Regions from separate parts of the Gossypium hirsutum genome. Here all the other regions are linked to region 2. A link is a contact called in public Hi-C data. All regions are on one chromosome and are shown on one strand. The core of a region is the stretch at or near the end of the contact, and the rest is flanking DNA. Distances in the headings are between cores, read along the strand shown.

Region 1 (2,700 bases), core at 18-2,517, 590 kb after region 2:
GAATCAAGAAAATCACCACGACATCACGACACAACACCTCTATGTCGCTACATATAAGTCAGTATACGTAGGTTCTATAATTTCAGACTGTGTCGCAATATCGAACCCTGATGTCGCAACACAGAAATCCTGTGTCGCGACATCACTACAATTTTTTTGTAAGGTCGACCCAACCCATCGTACAACCTGATTGAGTAAAACCTAATCTTACCCAATTTTTAACCTTAAAACACCTTCTTTTAAAACCCAAAACACTTTTAACTAAAACCTAAACATCCCATGACTTCTAAACCTTTTCAAAATCTCTCAAAATTCTTAAACCTTAAAACCCTTAAATCCTAAAAACCTTATCTGTTTTTGTCATATTTTGTTGAGACATTTCTTTTCTCCTAGCATTTTCATTTTGGTGCAGGTCATAATCCACAAGGAACAAGCTCTCGCAAGGAATAAAAAACATTTAAACTGAGGTTGAGGGTTACTAACTTATTTTTATAATTTCATTGGATACATTGTTTGATATTTTGTTAGTTTCTAGATAGAAATTTTATAGAAAATGCCTCAAAAAAATCTAGAGAACTAAGGAACCCGAATCATAAAAAAAAAAGTCTATGATTAGAAACATAAACTTTGAAATTTTGGATTTGGATTTCATTTGCTAAACCAAATGCACATTTTAGGTATAAATCAGCTTAATATTCGATATGATTATATATTTGAAACGTATAAAAGCATACAAGATCATGATTTGATTTTAAAAAAATCATAAATGTTCCAATTATATTTATCGCACTACTTCACTATTTTTTAAAATCCAATATCTCAAACGTAACCTCATACAATTACAATAATTGTGCATATCAAGTTTACGTAATTCAATTAGTTAACGTAAAATTAGGGCTAATATTTTCTGATGATTACAACAGATTGAGAATTTTACATTAAAAATTTTGCAGTAATAATCAAATATAAAAAGGAGAAGTTAAACGTTGGGATTGGTTTTACCTTCCAACGCATTCTCTAAGAACTTCTTCAGTTTTCTCGCACTTTCGAATGAACTTTCCAGGCTCGACTTCTTCGTTCTTGCACTTCGATTGGATCACCTTTCGGGTAGAGCAATGATCGCCGTCGAGAGTGGCGGATTTAACCGCGTCGTTTGGGTCGTCTTTCCACACCCAACCCATTTTCTTTCTTCTTTTTTTACTTTCTCTCTCTATTGTGCGATGCTGTTTCTAGACCTTACTATTATATATTTCGCTGTTACGTTTCGTTTGCGGCAAGGGAAGCGATACTGTTATACTGCCTGTGGAATGTGGTGATGACCGGCCCAAAAAATGATATGATTGAGCCTGAATGGTTGAGATTTTGGATAAAGGCATTGACCCAACAATTTCTCACTTGCTATTCTCCAGTTTTATTTTTTACCAATTGGCCCGAATTTCAATTTTGTAAATGAGTGTTTTCGGCTTTATTCACTTTTGGCCCATGAATTACACTCGTATTGGCATTTAGGCTTCTTTTTGTTCCATTGAAAGCGGTAAAAAAACCATTATCCAATTAGAGCACGCCACATTTACCCCGCTAATATGGCTGTTGACTGCTGATGTGGCCATTGACTGGGCGTTCATCAGTTAAAAAATCATTAAGAAAAATGTAAATTTTATTTTCAAAATTTGGAATAACATGTTACAAAATTGAAAAAAATAGCAAAATTACAGAATTTTTTTTGTATAAGTTATTAAACATTATAAAAAATTGAAAAAATATTAAAATCATAAAATTATTAAAAACAACTGTAAAAATAATAAACATTATGAATAATTTAACAATTATGAAAAATTAAAAAGTAGTAAATTTTAATAAAATAAAATAAATATTAAAATTTGAAAATTGATGTTCCAGACTTTGGCCAGTATTCAAGTCCATCGTTCTTATGGTTTTGATACCTGAAACGTTACTTTTAAAGAAATTGATGTTCCCAATTCCATACCCATTTTTCAGAAATAAAAGCTAAAAAATTGGCTAGTATTAATTCATCTTCTCATGCCACTAATCATCAAAACCAAAGTTAGCTTTAAATTCAAAAAATAAAAATTTCAGAACATCATAGCCATTTCCCCTGACAACGAATTATTTGAGTCTATAAGAGTTTATGAAAGACGATGTAAATGGCGGCAGATAAGCAAGAAACTTGGAAGCTCGCAGGATGGTGCCAATCTAAATGGTGGCAAATAGGAACTCAAAGGTTTTCCGGCTTTGAGCTTCGAGGAATCGAAAGAGTGGCGCTATTCATTGAAGAAGACGCCGAAATCCAAAGGCGATGGTAAAGGAAGTGACAACATCAAATAAAAAATTTTGCAATTCCCTTAAACTTTTCAAATAAAACGTCGAAAAATACTTTTTAAAAATTAAAAGGATGTTGTTCCTCGAAGAATGGGGGTTTGAACCGTCAATGATTCAATGTAAAGAAATTTGGCCTCTAGTTCAATATCGTCGATGGGAACATTTTTATATTATTACCAAAGACTCTGTCGTGGTCCTGATAGTTCAGGAATTTTATGCATTTCTTCGGGACCAAGAGACTAAAGGGATAGAAGGTGCCACATGGGAAACGGTACCTGTGCAAGGGAAAGATGTGAGATTCACCCTGAGTTATCTGTGAATTTTATAACGCTCCATATTATGAAAAAGATTTTGTGGAAG
Region 2 (2,700 bases), core at 119-2,618:
TTCAAAATTGGGCTAATATTTGGATTATTTCTAATTTCATGCGAACAGGAGATTAAAAGTTTGTATTTAGGTTAATATGCCCCTAAATTTTCTTCTGATGTGGAATATAGTATATGTATAAAGAAAATGTCGAATTTTCTATTCCGCCATATATTGATGTAACCAAAGCTTCAACATTATTTAATTTACACGTCATTATATGATAAGTTTTAGATTTTGAATATAATTTTTACCGTTTAATTTTCAAAAAATAAGTTTGATTTTTTTTAAGTTTTTTTGAAGTTTTGTTTATTTCTTAAAAATAGAAATAAAAAGAAATTTATCAAATTTAATCAACATGTAAAAATTATATTCAAAATTCAAAACCGCGACATATTTCATTCATTGTTGTGAATGCAATGTGTAAATTAAACAATGTTATAGCCTTTGGGTACATTCATACACAGCAGAAATAGCACAGGTATCAAATTGGGCTTATAGGTACCGCATTGTACATGAGATGAAAGTTGAGGGGTCAAATGAGATTATTAAAAAGATAGACGTTGATTGCCAACAACTCTTATTCCACTTCCAGCGTCTGTATCTCATTTCTCCATTTGATTTGTTTTTCCATTTATAGTTAACACGCCTGCTAGCCATTCAATTGCAATGGCTCTTCCTCCCGTTTTAAACACCCTTTCATCCCAACCCCACACCCACAGCAAAACCCAAACGACTTGGCCGCCGCAGTGGGTTCCATCGGCAGATTTTCTCGGGGTGAAGACCTGAAGCCTTATTTGTACTTTGCTGAAGGGTGTAAGAACGGCAGTAGCTGTAAGTTCGTTCATGGAGATACAGCTACTACCGTTCTTACAAAACCCTCCAGCATGGTGGAAATTCAACAGCATTTTGTCCGCCTTTGAATGAAAACGAGAGATATTACTTGGAGGAGCTGAATCAGATATTCCATCAGATGTATATGTTTGGGGGCTTGCTATATTTTATTGCATTTGATAATGTAGCTATCATTTACAAGCAACATCCGAGATACACAAGGTAAACTTCTTCTCATTAGATTTACCTTCCTAACGTTTAAAGACAAAGGTACCAATGCCATTGTACGCTGTAATAATAATAGGTAGAAGTGGAGCAACATAATATATGTAGTGGATCAGCGGCTTTAATGTGTATTTTTTATCATTTCAACTAAAACTTAGCTCATTTTTACTTTTATATAAATTAATTTTTTACCAACATCATAACCTAGTTAGTTATAATGTACCGTTGCGAGCATCTATTGTAACTGTCTATGAGAAGATGCATGCAAACACTTATCAAATGATAGTTGTAAGATTTAAACCGACATAAGCCTGCGGGTATTTTTGATAAAGCAATAGAACCAAAAGCATAATAAAAACATAAAAAGAAAACAAAAATCACAGAGCAAAGGGTTTCCAGAGTAGCAGCCAATATTTCTCTTTGTAGTCCATGTCTTGAAGTATTTTCAAGACCCAAACTTAGCCCAATGGAGCCTAAAATGCTGTAGGTACAAAACACCCTCTTTATGAGATTATGTCCTAGGTGGACCCACTTAACTCCACTCGTTAAGCAAGGGATAAAGTGGGTAGTGGATTAGGTGCAAGATCCTTTTATATGGGTGGAGTGTGTTAACGCAGGACAAAGTAGACGGCACTTCCAAATGGCAACTCCGGTGAAAGTGCATGGCCCCCCATTGTCTACTGCTGTGTCTAGGGTCTTAGCTTGTCTCATTGAGAAAGATGTTCAATTCCAGCTTATTCCCGTTAACATGTCCAAGGGCGAGCACAAAAGTCCTGATTTCCTCAAGATCCAGGTACATACATATATGAATGAATTATCTGCTTCCTGAAATTGAGCTAAACTATTTTAATTCATGGCTTCGACAGCCCTTTGGTCAAGTACCGGCATTTCAAGACGAAAGCACCTCCCTGTTTGGTAATCAATCATTCCCGAACTTGCATTTTGTGGTTGGTACTTTTTGTTTGAGTATTGTGGCTAAGATTTTGATTTGGGAAATTGAATTTTGTAGAGTCACGGGCGATTTGTAGGTATGTATGTGAAAAGTATGCAGAGAAGGGGAACAAGGGATTGTATGGGAGCAACCCGTTGGCGAAAGCTTCAATAGATCAATGGTTGGAGGCAGAAGGGCAGAGCTTTAACCCCCCAAGCTCAGTTCTGGTATTCCAACTTGCATTTGCACCCCGAATGAAGATTAAGCAAGACCAATCCTTGATCAACCAAAACCACGATAAGCTGGCTAAAGCGCTGGAGGTGTACGAGAAAAGGCTAGGAGAAAGTCGGTTCTTGGCCGGGGATGAGTTTTCATTGGCAGATCTTTCCCACTTGCCTAACACACATTATTTGGTGAATGCTACTGATAGGGGTGAGCTATTCACTTCCAAGAAAAATGTAGGGAGGTGGTGGGCTGAGATTTCCAGCCGTGATTCCTGGAAAAAGGTCGTTGATATGCAGAAGCACAGCAGTTGATACAGCCTTGCTCTGTTAGCTCGCCTTTTCCTACATGCTACTCTTGTTGTTAAACTCTATGAGGGATTTGCTGTAATTCCTTCTTGTTATTGCCTTTGTTGTTTACTTTTCGAGATGATGGCATGATTAATGTATTTGGTTTTGAGAATCCGAGATATGATAAAGCTAATTTTATTAATAATTTAGTATTAGAAG
Region 3 (2,700 bases), core at 112-2,611, 660 kb after region 2:
AGTAAGTACAGTGGTAACTCCAGTGACTAGCGGTTTGGCTTTGTGACAGTTTTTATGGTCTATACTTTCTCCTTTTTTATGGATATTAAAATCATATGCTGGAATTGTCAAGGGGCTGCAAGCTCCAAATTCAGTGCTATCTTACAAAATATTTTGAGGTATCATAAATTGGATATTTTAGTTTCACCTGAAATGAGAATAAGTGGGAAAAAAGTAGATGAGGTAATAAGGAGAACAAAGTTTGATTGTTCATTTAGAGTAGAAGCAAAGGGATTCTCTAGAATGAGAATTTGATGATTGATATCGTTGAGGTGTCAAATCAAGTCGTCCATTGTCATCGTGTGAAGCAAGGTATGAAATAAAGTATCCTTTTTATTGTTGTTTATGCTACTCCAAACGCTTCAAAACGTAAGTTGTTATGGAATTATCTTGTATCTTTGAGGCCTCAAGGGAATGTACCATGGCTTTTTGGAGGATATTTTAATGTGTTTGTGTCCAATGAAGAGAGAAAATGAGGGGCAAGGGTGCGTTTGGGTATTGATGTGCTTTTCTGGGACTTTATGTTTGATCATGGAATGGTTGATTTGGGTTATAAAAGGTCATCTTTCACTTGGATTAGGGGATCACTTTTCCAATTTCTAGATGGTTCATTTGTAATGCAGATTGGATTGATTTGTTTCTTGATTCTTCTGTGGCTCATCTTCAACGTATAGGCTCTGATTATCGACTGATTTGTCTCTCTAATGTTATTCAAAGTATTCCCAATATGCTAAAGCCTTTTAGATTTGTTACTCATCTTCAATGTATATCCATTGAAATTTGTTTCTGTAGCAATGTTCTCTACATTTATATTATCTGCATATAATTCATGTAATGTAATATTATGCATAGCCATTCTTTTTTACATTTGTTTCTGTAGCAATGTTCTCTACATAGCCATTGGAATTTACTGATTGGAATCAAACAATGTTGAGCTCCCGGCCCTTTCAACTGCCAAATTAAATTTAAAATAAAACTTATTTTATTTTAAGTAAAACTTTTAAAATAAAAAAAGGTTGAGCTTTAACATTTTAAGTAATCTTATTTTATTTTTTTGTTCATTATATACAAAAAAAATATAATTTGATATTTGATATAATTTTAATAACAATTAATTTTAATAACAATTAGTTTTAAGAAAAAAGACGGGCCGGGCTTTATATTTTTTCCACGGGCCGGGCTTGAGAAAAATCTCAAACCCATATTTCGGGCCGAGCCGGGCCCGGGCCTAGGAATCGAGCTGAAATTTTTTTCCAGGCCTGGCCCGGCCCATGAGCACTTCTAGGCACCATCTCATAGTTCAACTATGGACGGTGGGCTTTGACCCATCGAGACCTTTCCCAAATAGGGTATTAGCCTGGATTCGCTTTTCGGGTCTGCCAGGGTTCCTATACCAAAAGAAAATATTAGAAGAGATTAAAAGTTTAAGTGGGAAAGTGGTAAAACTTGATATTAAATGGAGTGTGGTGCGAGGGGGTAGTTTGCTCATATGGCTGTGGTTGTTGATCAAGAGAAACCTCTAACCTCGCAAGTTTGAGTCAACGGTCGATTACAACGAGTGGATTTTGAGCCTTCGATCCGTGGATGGTGGTCAAACTTAAATTTCAACGCAAATAGGACGAAAATCGTAGGCTTAAAGCAAAAATTTCGGGGGAATTTTTGGAAGGTTCTAGATTTGGAGCTTTGTCCTTTCTAGATATGGAGGCTCAAATGGCAGATATGGGGGCACCAACTAAGGGACTAGGGAATATTAGGTTTAATAAGGTTGCCTTTCTTAAAAATTTAAAAGGCAAGGGGCTGGAATTGATGAATGGGTTGGCGGTTGGAGGAAAATTAGATGAGGGTCAGTTGGGCCACAGTGAGGAAATAAATCAGGGCTTTTGGGGGAGATTTACGCTGGGCAGGAGCTGGGGGCGTTTGGCCAGAATTCGGCGCGAGTTGAAGGCGTGTCGCATGAGGGTGCTGAATCGCAACAACCAACAAGCCTCACGCCTAAGTGTCCTGGGCCCCAGTAGGCAGTGGGCTATCCGCAGGAAAATAGTGGGTCATAGTAGGTAATGGGTCAAAATCCTATTTCCTTGGATTTGGGTTCAAATGAGGCAACGGATTGGTGCAAAAAAACCCAACTGCTCCAATTTCTCTTCCAAAAGATAAGGCAATCTCCTTACATGTGAATCCTACTTTCGAAGGACGGCATAGGGTAAAAGTGACTTTAATTGCTAATGTCCTTGACCTTAAAAGACATACAATAGTTACTTTCAAGGAGAATTTGGATAAAAATTCCAAATCCAAAATGGGGAAAGGATTATTAATGGCGCATAGGAATCCTTCTAGTATTTCTAGAGGGCATGGTGTTGAAAGCCGAAAAGAAAGTGGCATAATGGGAAATCGGTAATTAAATCTATTTGCAGGCATAGGGGAAGATTTAAACCTACGGGTAGTTCACGAGTCTCTCTTCAGGAAGCTATGGGATCTATGGCAGAGTTTATTAGCACACAAGTTGATACGAACTCACTTACAGGATGTAATTGAGTCATTTGATTGCCCGAACGAAAATTAAGTAGTTCTCATTTTAGTTTAACACAAGGGTAAATTTAAGAAGATAGTTTAAATAGGCAACCAATAAAATAAAGATAGTTTCATGGGAAAAGGTGGATAAAA
Region 4 (2,700 bases), core at 72-2,571, 630 kb after region 2:
GTCCGAAGTTACTAGAAAGTTTATATAATTTAGAGTTGTCTAGTAAGTTGGGTGAAACCATATTTGCTGCAAATTAATTCAATAAAAGCTCGTCAAATCATATGAATAATTTCTTTACTTTATTTAGGTCGTAGAATTAGTCCCTTTAGAGTAATGCTGATCCTTATATCTCATGATTTTGGAAATTGACCTGTCTACTTAACATTCGCCTTGTTGATGTGGTGAACTTGGTCAACAAATTTTTTTACATAGATATTTGGATTTTTTTTTTTGGCTTAAAATATAGGAGTAAATTACTCAATATTGTGTCAGTAGATATATTATTTTTATTTTAGATCGTAGGCATGTTTTGGTGTATGGTTTCGGATTTGTTGATGCTTTTAAATATATTTTTCACACATATAGATAATTTAATTTTTAATTTCTTGATAAATTATTTATTTAAATATGTTTTACATATACATTTGTAGTCTAATATTTATTTAAATTATATATTATTTTGGTAAAAATAAATAAATTATATATTATATATACATGTAAATGTATCTCAACTACATCCATATAAATATATTTATATCTAAATATAAGTTTTAAATTTATTAATTAGGTATATAATTATAGAAAATATAAAATGGTTAAGAAAAACATTTAAAAGTTGGTTTAAAATATCAAAATTTTGTATCAATAGATACAGGTCGGTACACATCGATATTGGCCTAAATATATCGAAATGATCAAAACACACTAAAATTTTGACCGAAAATAGTACGTACTACAAGTATAATACCGACTACAATACGTAGGAGGTCAAATGATGTTTTTAACCTCTGTACTTTTATGGAAATACATATTTAATCCCTTTACAATAATTTTAATAAACTTTTATAACTTTGTTTGTTGAGATTTCAACTTCGAATCCAATCTTTAAAATATTAAAAAATGGTTGTATATTAATATTTAAAAAATAATATTGTTAAAATTATTTTTAATATAAATATTTAAATGGATAATATTTAATAGTAACATATAAAATTGTTAATTTATTAAAATGCTATTTTAAATTATCATTTAGTTATATTTATACTTGTTTATGGGTTGTGTTTAGACAAGGAAATCAACTTGGGTTAGCTTGGTCTAACTAGAATTCAAATTAAATAAATAAAAGTATTTATTTAATTTTAATTATAAAATATAAATGTAGACACTGTATTTTTTCAGAACTTAATGAAAAATTTTAAATTTGTTTCCATTGGATTCGTTCTTAAATTTAGAGATGGCAAAGAAGATGGTTTGGATGGGCTCAGGTTGGACTATCTTTGTATTTGAATTATTTTAGACTTAAATTATTTTGGATTTGGATCAGCTATATTCTCTATCTAGGGTTTTTTTGGGCTTGGACTTTTATTAGGTTTAGACTTTTTTAAGCTAGAGTTTTCTCAAACTTGGGCCCTTTTGGTTTTAGATTTTTCCGGTCTTGAATTTTCTCAAATTCAGATTGGTGAGTTGGGTGAGTTTAGTCAAATTTAAATAATTTTGATATTCTATAAATTATGTTTCAAACGTAATAATTAAATTTACTTTTACATAATGATAATATAATACAAATTCGATTCATATAAAGGAAATATTTTATATAAATTTTTATTTTAATATAAATATTGTATATAACATAGTATTTATTATATGTAATGTTTATGATTATATAATATATAATAATTTTACAAACATAATTAATCATATTATATGATATGTATATAACTTTTTATTTATTTGAATTATTATCTAATATATATAAGTCACGAGTTTGAAAAACATTAGAATTGACAAAAATGATTTTTATTATTTATTATATTACTAAATTAAGGTTTGAAACATTGTTATTTTATTATTAAATTTTGAATATTAAAAAATATTTAGTATATTTAGGTTTAAGGGTAAAAATATCCTTAGCAAAAAAAATCAATTAAACCCTCACAAGAATGCACTAAATTGAGCCTTTAATAAAAAAGAAAAGAAAAGAAAAGAAAGAACTCATCCAGGCCCTTTGGATAATGAAAACTCTCATTGACCAATCTAATTGTTAATAGATGCTTACGTGACTGACAAAATCAATGTGAAACTAACATGTGGCATGCAACCTAGACAAGTATGTTAATGTGACATATTTTAACCTAATTATGAATGTCACATCAATAAGCTTAACAAAAAAATTAATAGTATTAATAACTGGACTTGAATTTAAAAAATTAAAAAATAAAAAGACTAAATTCTTGAAAATAAAATTATATGAACTAAATTCCAAATTTATAAAAAGTGCAATAACTTATTATATATTTTAACTTAATTATTGATGTTTGTTTCATTATAAATTTGAACTTTTTCAAATTTTAAATCAGATCTATCTCATGCTTGAGCTCAGATCAATCTTGGGCCCAGGTCAACCTCAAGCTCAAGTTATTTTAAACTCAAATTTTCTTGAGTTTGAACTTTCTTGAGTTTGAATTTTTCTCATACTTAAATTATTAGGAATTTAAATTTTTTTCAAACTTAGATTATTATAAACTCAAATTGGTATAAAAGAATTTTTAAGTTGAGTGTGTTTTGTCACCTCTATTGAAATTTAATACGAAAGTTGTGTTTTTAACTCATTTTGGATATATTATTATTACTATTATCAATTTTTTCTTTTCTTTTCAAGGA

Evidence for each region. A called contact is a pair of places that touch in the nucleus more often than the background predicts.
Region 1: a Hi-C map of leaf shows a contact between it and region 2, with 3 times the contacts expected there. The contact joins the promoter of LOC107911450 here to the promoter of LOC107913663 in region 2. A contact is called at or near these places in 2 of 34 Hi-C or Micro-C datasets (fibers and leaf).
Region 3: a contact with region 2 is called in a Hi-C map of leaf, with 2.0 times the contacts expected there. The contact joins the enhancer-like site here to the promoter of LOC107913663 in region 2. A contact is called at or near these places in 2 of 34 Hi-C or Micro-C datasets (both in leaf).
Region 4: a Hi-C map of leaf shows a contact between it and region 2, with 2.5 times the contacts expected there. The contact joins the enhancer-like site here to the promoter of LOC107913663 in region 2. A contact is called at or near these places in 5 of 34 Hi-C or Micro-C datasets (callus, hypocotyl, leaf and 1 more).

The regions. Positions count from the first base shown.
Region 1 is chrD11:36,469,697-36,472,396 of Gossypium_hirsutum_v2.1, forward strand. It overlaps LOC107911450 (fra a 1-associated protein-like), which reads right to left and starts at 1,268. Exons shown (of 2, transcript XM_016839271.2): 1 at 1,003-1,268. The coding sequence starts at 1,181.
Region 2 is chrD11:35,879,761-35,882,460 of Gossypium_hirsutum_v2.1, forward strand. It overlaps LOC107913663 (glutathione S-transferase F8, chloroplastic), which reads left to right and starts at 1,369. Exons shown (of 3, transcript XM_016842313.2): 1 at 1,369-1,831; 2 at 1,905-1,953; 3 at 2,048-2,653. The coding sequence starts at 1,679. The coding sequence ends at 2,505. It also overlaps the pseudogene LOC107913664.
Region 3 is chrD11:36,535,185-36,537,884 of Gossypium_hirsutum_v2.1, forward strand. No RefSeq gene overlaps it. Among protein-coding and RNA genes, the nearest start is that of LOC107911450, 66 kb to the left of the region's middle. Within about 2 kb of position 1,362, at least 9 of the 9 cell types and tissues checked have an H3K27ac peak or open chromatin away from gene starts, as enhancers often do. A contact at or near this core is called in leaf, where this site is marked.
Region 4 is chrD11:36,510,055-36,512,754 of Gossypium_hirsutum_v2.1, forward strand. No RefSeq gene overlaps it. Among protein-coding and RNA genes, the nearest start is that of LOC107911450, 40 kb to the left of the region's middle. Within about 2 kb of position 1,322, at least 1 of the 9 cell types and tissues checked has an H3K27ac peak or open chromatin away from gene starts, as enhancers often do. A contact at or near this core is called in leaf, where this site is marked.